Regions from separate parts of the Mus musculus genome. Here region 2 is linked to region 1. The links are chromatin contacts, called in public promoter capture Hi-C maps. All regions are on one chromosome and are shown on one strand. Each heading gives the region's core, a stretch centred on a gene start, on an enhancer-like site or on the middle of the called end of the contact. The rest is flanking DNA. Distances are from core to core; before and after follow the strand shown. Region 1 overlaps Gm40403 (a long non-coding RNA gene). Region 2 overlaps Dock4 (dedicator of cytokinesis 4).

Region 1 (3,085 bases), core at 237-2,736:
TGTTTTCACTGCTGTTTGAAATCAGTGCTGGCCACAGATGGCAAGGCAGCAGAGGTGGCATGAGGAGGATACCAGGGCCACTCTCCAAGTCCCGTATAATAGTGGGACTCCTTCCATTACACCAGCTCAGCAAGTATCCCAAGGGCCTCATTTCCAAAAGCAATTTGCATATATTCCAGAAACAACTTGCAGATTAAAAGCAAAAATGACAATGCAATTCTTGTGGATCCTCTTACTTTTCTGGCAAACATTCTCAGCAGCCTGCATTTATTTATTTATTTATTTATTTATTTATTTATTTGCCTTCCTTTCTTCCATCTACCTATATACTTGGGTACACCCCAGGTCTAAGTTCTCTGCTTTTTGTCCCTCTGTGTTTGGTCACAGAGGATGGCTTATGTGTGACTGGCTCAGTCATTCATTTGTTTGTTTATTCATTCAAAATGATGTGGTGAGGACCTATATTCTGCTAAGTTCTGGGGATACAAAAATGAACGAGATGTGGCTTGCAGGTGCATGGGTGAAATAGGAGAGGGGAAAGCGGCCATAGGCAAGGGCTTTTAACGTGGTATATTGAGTGCCCCAATGGAGTACTGTGTGTGTGGTTACAGAGGAAGTCCTGGCTTGAGCGTAGAGAGGTGGGTGTTAGAGAAGGCCTCTACAGTATGTGTGGGTCTGGGGTCATTCAGAGATTCCCCAGTCTGAGTGAGCATTAATAAATATCGACAAAGAAGAGCCTTTTATTCAGATATTGGTGCCAGGTCTATACCTGGACTTGGGATTCGCCAATGCTGGGCCCATCCACCTCCATCAGGGGTTTATAAAGGCAGAGAATACAAAGTTACAAGCTTTTGTTTAGAAAACAGAAACAGCAATAAACAAACAAACAAACAAAACTAAACCTCATTAAAACTTAACATTTAGAGGTCTAATTTTGCTTCATAGCTTCCTTAAGCATAGAGATTTTAAAATTTTAAACATAAAGTTACCCATCAGCATACCCGAAAAGGCAGTATTATAAAGAGGGCTGTGGAAAAGGAGGATTTTAGTGGTCTAAGTCAGAAAGCAGAAACTTAGATGTGAGAACTTTCAAAGAATTAACAAAGGTTTCTGGGCACTTTGCAAAGGCTAAAGCCAGATCCTGAAAACTACAGGTTTAAGGCAAGATCACAGAAGGCCCTAGGAAGTGTCTGTCATAGAGTCAGACCCGCAGAGGGAGTATTCTGAGCCATGGGATGAAGAATATAATTCTAAAAAGTCTGGGAGAGTGGAAAAGGCACCAATTTGGAGGGTTTTAGAAGTGGAGTGATCACCAGGTCTCAGGTCCTAACGGTAAGGATGAAGAAAGGAAATGAGTTTGAGAGATGCTTAGGAAATAAAAAGACCTAATGGCTAAAGAGAAAAAATGGAGATCAATCAAGGCCTACCACCATTCTGCGGAAGAACAAGCCGTTCAGCCTTGTGTTACAAAAGCTGGAGCATTCCCGGGCTCTGGCCCAGGGCCAGCCTGTGAGCGCAACAGCCTTGGAGGTTTTGTTCTTACTGCGGTGTGTCTAATCTCTGCTGTCTAATCAACTGGCTTTGACATCAAGGAGACACACCTCTAGGTGAGTCAGATCTCGCCAAGATCAACTGATTTACCTGATGAGGGAGGGAAGTCTCATCCTGAAAGCAGGCAGCACCGCCTGTAAGCTGAGTGGGCGCCTGACAGTTACTAAACAAGAACCATGTACCAAGTGACCTCAGCGCCCAGCCTACTCTGTGAGTCTTGACTACTAACATAATGTGTCGTTTTCTCACCCCTCACTCCCCACCCCCACCCCGATCTGGCTTCCTTCTTAACTCAGGAGAAAACTCCTCCTTCCTTTGGTTGCTTTTGTCCAGCGTGTTGTCAACAGTAATGAGAAAAGTCACAGTGACTGACCCATGAGGTGGTTCTCTGAGACCGTTGAGACTTAGCTGAGCCTCCTGCATGATCCTTTTCAAAGGCTCTGGAGAAGTGGCCCTGAAATTTTTGTCTTCTAAAAATCTATATTTTTTTTCTCTCTGAAAGTGGTCCCAACCCTGTTTCAGTTGGTCTTAACTGCAGACACAAAACCTGAATCCACTCCTGCCAAACCCACTCCCAGCTCTTCCACTATCAGCACCTGACCCCCAGACAGCTGCAGTTCCGTCAGCTCTCTTGATTGCTGGTCATTTTCTCTGGACCCTCCAGCCATCGATCAGCAGTGACTGCTCTCGCTAGTCTCCTTCCCACAGAATCCATCTGACACTGGGCAAACATCACCCTTAACCGTGGCATGTGACCACACTTCAGAATTCTGTTTATTGATGCTGAATCAAAGGCATCTTACATTTTAGAATATAAGCCTTTGGATATTCATTATTCAGGAGTCCCAATATCTGGAATAGAGCCTGTTGTCATCTGCAGTCATAGGGCTGGTCTGACCCATTCCCTCATCATTGTTGTTAGCGACATCGTTACCTGATAAATTACTTCTGAGGGTTCTTCTCTTATCTGAGCAGCTGCTCCGTCATGTACGAGAAATCTAATTTCACTTTCTAAGCTTTTTCTCCTCATAAGACCCCATCTGCTTCGATAGATTCTCATTCAGACACACTAAGACGGTTCTCGTCGTATCAATTTATTATCTCGGTAATCTCAATAAACGTCTCACTCTCACAGTGCTCTTATTTAGGGCTGAGGCATCGCTCTGTTCAGCCTTGTGTTACAAAAGCTGGAGGCCTCTTCCGCTGTGTGTTGATAGTCCTTCAGTTTTATATCGAGCGGGTACTATCACGGGGAAAGTTCTAGAGAAGTAAAATAAAGTTAGGACGTGTTTCCCTCAGAGGACACTTGTGAGTGCTGTGGTGAAGGCCCCTACCAGATTTTTCCTGGGGCTCTTCTTCACACTTCCAGGCCTGTAACATGTTGCTGGTAGAGATCAGAGGCAAAGTGAGGCTTGTGACACCAGCCAACCCACAGGGGGATAACCATCATCATCCCTCAAGAAAGAAAAAGTCATTTCCAACCAGATGTGCTATCGCATGTCACCCATATGACACAAGCAACTGGGAATTGGAG
Region 2 (3,253 bases), core at 148-2,647, 540 kb before region 1:
TCAGGCTGTCCAATTTGTCAATTAGCTTGGCCTCCACCTGAAATACACCCAAATATCACTCTCCTTCCTCCCACTTCCCATGCAAGATTTTTAGGCAAATTGGTATGTATTTCTTTATGCCAGGGGAAAGCCGTGATACACTTTGTCAAAGTGACATTGTCAGCCATGGTTAATAGCAAGCCTCCCTTTGGAATTCTAGGGGACTAATTTAGATGCAGTCAACATGACTTCATACTCCTGGCTAGCTAGCTTCTTCTGCTGCCAAGGACAGCATCTATCTATCTGGGATCCCAACATAAATGCTAGCAGCCCAATTTAAATGTTTCGGTTCTTCTTTTAGGGACTATAAAAACTGGCAAGTCCCATTTCTTTTTCTTTTTTTTTTTTTACATCACTATATCTGAGAACATCAGCAAACTAGCATGCCCAAATACATTAATTTAAATCTTAAATGTGCTTTTTATCTGTTTTCTTTCCTAAAACAGTTTGAGGTTGCACTAAATCTTTGCTGAAGTTGAGAATCCATCCTAGCCATGTACAGATGGTAGAGCCACAGAAATAGTCTAAGTCAGCAGTAAGCGGCAGGAGAGTGAAAGGACATATTTCCTGAAAACTGTAGTCAAAACATTTATATTTTCAAGGACATAAATTCTTTATAACTTGAATATCAGAAAGGGAAAAATTTCCCTTTATCTAAACGAGGCAAGAGAAAATGACAACCTTTAGCCAGTGTTAAAGCAATTTGGGCTTGAGACGAATATTCAACTTTGTCAAAGGACTGAGCCCAGTTATTTCTTTAAAGCAAATGTCAATCAGGAGATAAAGATAAGAGGGAAGGAAAGTGGGACCCCCTACCAAGCACAGTGTGTTCATAGCTTTTCACTCAGCCATTAGCTTTCTTAAAAATAAATGTATATACGAATAACAAGAGAAATGCCCACACTCTTGGCAATAGGAAAGGTCTATGCATGCAATCAAATTGCTTATACAGATGACAAGCACTTTTCTGAGGTTTGAAGAAGGCCTCATGTGGAGAAGTATGGAGGTGGGCCACATCCTGTGGGTAAGCAAGTTTGAGAAGTCAATATGTGAGAGCATGTTTTTCCTACTTCCCCCAACAGACTTGGACCAGCAAAAGTGGCTGATTCTTTACAGATCTGATTTTGCAATCAGGATGTCTGTCTTCCTCAAACTGGAGCACCACTATTAGAACCGAAGTCAGCAAGAAACGATAGATTCATCCCCTTGGAATTTCCTTTGTGAGATTTTCCACTGCTTTCTCCTTCAAATTAATTTTCATTGCTCCAAGCTAAGAGCAATAAAACACACTGTGAATCAAATGCTCAGAGCTAAGCCATTCAGCAAACACAATGTGCAGACCACTGAGAACTCAATGGCTGAAAGAGTCATTAACCTTCCAGTTCCTCTGAGTCCCGGCCAGCTGGGAGCAAACAACCCTCTCTGTACATTCTTAAATACAGATCTGGAATGTCAAAGAATTTTGTTTTTGGTGAAAGGAATAAGATGGGATTCCAGGGTTTCCCTGGAGGCTCAGGGCAACAAAAAGCCAGAGGCATGTATCCAAGGCTATGTGGTACAGGGAGAACGGGTTCACCTGGTTCTGGGGCCATTGAACCAGTGTTCATTTCTCCACAGAGAGATGAATGGAGAAATTGTGAAGACGCCAGACAGGGAAGTGACACCCCCTGTCAGTCCTGATGAGCAATACTGCCTACCTGTTTAAAGTTGCCACTCCTTCTTTGCTCCCAGTCCATCATATCGTGAAAAATAGGAATCATGACATTCCGGAGATCTGGCTGGGGTATCAAGGTTACTTCCAGAAAGGGCCCAATCAGGGCAGGGATGAAATGAAGTTTGTGTTCTCCTAAATTAAGCAAAATGTTCGCGTTTCAGTATATTAGGTTTTAATAAGACTTCAAAAAGATTACTATTAAAAAATTTAGTTAAAACTAGTATCATAAAATACTGAACTACAGTTATCGCCCCAGATAAGAAAAGAACCCATAGCATACAATTAAAATGGCAGAAATAGAAATATTTTAGTAGTGTACATGCTTGTAAAAAAATGGATGCAGTTAATATAAAAGAAACTGGAGAGATGGTTCTGTAGTTCACATCACCCAGAAGCCACATGGTGGCTCATAAGCTCCTGCATCAGCAGTCCCCAAATATCTGATGTCTTCTGGCCTTTGTGGCATCAGGTGTACACTAGGTACATAGAAATACAAGTACACAATACTCCTACTCACAGAATATATGGAAAAAAATACTAAGCTAGAGGATATCCCTAAGGAAACCACAGCTGTTATCTCTGGGTGGTAAAACTGCAAATTCTTTTATGTAAGAAAAACTGGCTTCTGTTTGTATTTTAAAGAAAAATAAATACATAACACACAGCCTAAACAAAAGTCTAAATGCAACCCCCTCAAACTTATTTCTGAAAGGATTAAAACATAACAGTATTGAACCCAACTGGTGTATAAGCAAATGCTAAGAGGTATGATAGCCAGGATTCAGGACAAAGGAGGGCAGGCAGCAGCAGGGACACAGGTGACAGTAAGAAAACTACATGCCCTGAAGGATACATTCTTTCTCAATATCAGGGCTAAAAGCCTATGATGCCAAAGTTCCAATCTAGGAACCCTAGGACAAGCTCGGGGGTTGAGCTGAGGGTAGCTGGCTTCATGGAAGACAGCATTTCCTCTTTAGATACAATCATGCAAACATTTTCTGATTTATTCTATTGCAAGATTCTTATTATTTCCTATGCTCAGACCATGAGCACTTCCATCATGATGAAACTCTCCCTGTCCCAGTAGCATGGAAGGAATACTACTTCTTATAGCTGAACATTTTAGTCTAATCTAATTTTAGTTAATACAAGCTTTACTGTTTCCCATGATAATCCCATGAGTGAACAGAGGTGTTCAATATCTTCCTTTTGTACCCTGTGATCCACTGATCCACAGAGTCCATGAAATCCTTTAGGTCTCTCCTTTCCTGGGTAAGACATTATCCCAGTAAAAATAGCTGTGAGTTTTCAACTCCTTACATGATTATAAACAAAAAAAAAGGAAAGTTGAAATGAGTACCTCTTTCCAGAATATGTTTTGGCAGGTGACAAATTATGAATTTTGTTCAGAGTCTAGAAATTTGGGTAGTCTTTTAGTATAGATTTTATATTTGCCTCACTAATACAGTCATTAATCTACTTTTTTCAGGGCCTCAAAAC

What was found. Capture Hi-C pulls out chosen DNA fragments and counts their contacts.
Region 2: a promoter capture Hi-C map of adipose tissue shows a contact between it and region 1. The contact joins two enhancer-like sites. A contact is called at or near these places in 8 of 39 promoter capture datasets (the C10 cell line, cranial neural crest, frontonasal cranial neural crest and 5 more), 2 of 15 datasets of contacts at CTCF or cohesin (the NIH/3T3 cell line and large pre-B cells), 3 of 484 Hi-C or Micro-C datasets (bone marrow-derived macrophages, conventional dendritic cells and nephron progenitors), 7 of 115 datasets of contacts at active chromatin or transcription factors (embryonic basal ganglia, embryonic fibroblasts, embryonic stem cells and 3 more) and 3 of 9 other capture datasets (adipose tissue, bone marrow-derived macrophages and liver).

What each region holds. Positions count from the first base shown.
Region 1 is chr12:40,242,567-40,245,651 of GRCm38.p6, reverse strand. The region is part of intron 2 of Gm40403 (a long non-coding RNA gene); the gene reads left to right. Among named protein-coding and RNA genes, the nearest start is that of Gm40403, 4.0 kb to the left of the region's middle. Within about 2 kb of position 1,486, at least 55 of the 459 cell types and tissues checked have an H3K27ac peak or open chromatin away from gene starts, as enhancers often do. A contact at or near this core is called in adipose tissue and neural stem cells, where this site is marked.
Region 2 is chr12:40,786,860-40,790,112 of GRCm38.p6, reverse strand. It overlaps Dock4 (dedicator of cytokinesis 4), which reads right to left. Exons shown (of 53, transcript NM_172803.2): 31 at 1,737-1,885; 32 at 1-37. Among named protein-coding and RNA genes, the nearest start is that of Immp2l, 240 kb to the left of the region's middle. Within about 2 kb of position 1,397, at least 66 of the 459 cell types and tissues checked have an H3K27ac peak or open chromatin away from gene starts, as enhancers often do. A contact at or near this core is called in adipose tissue and neural stem cells, where this site is marked.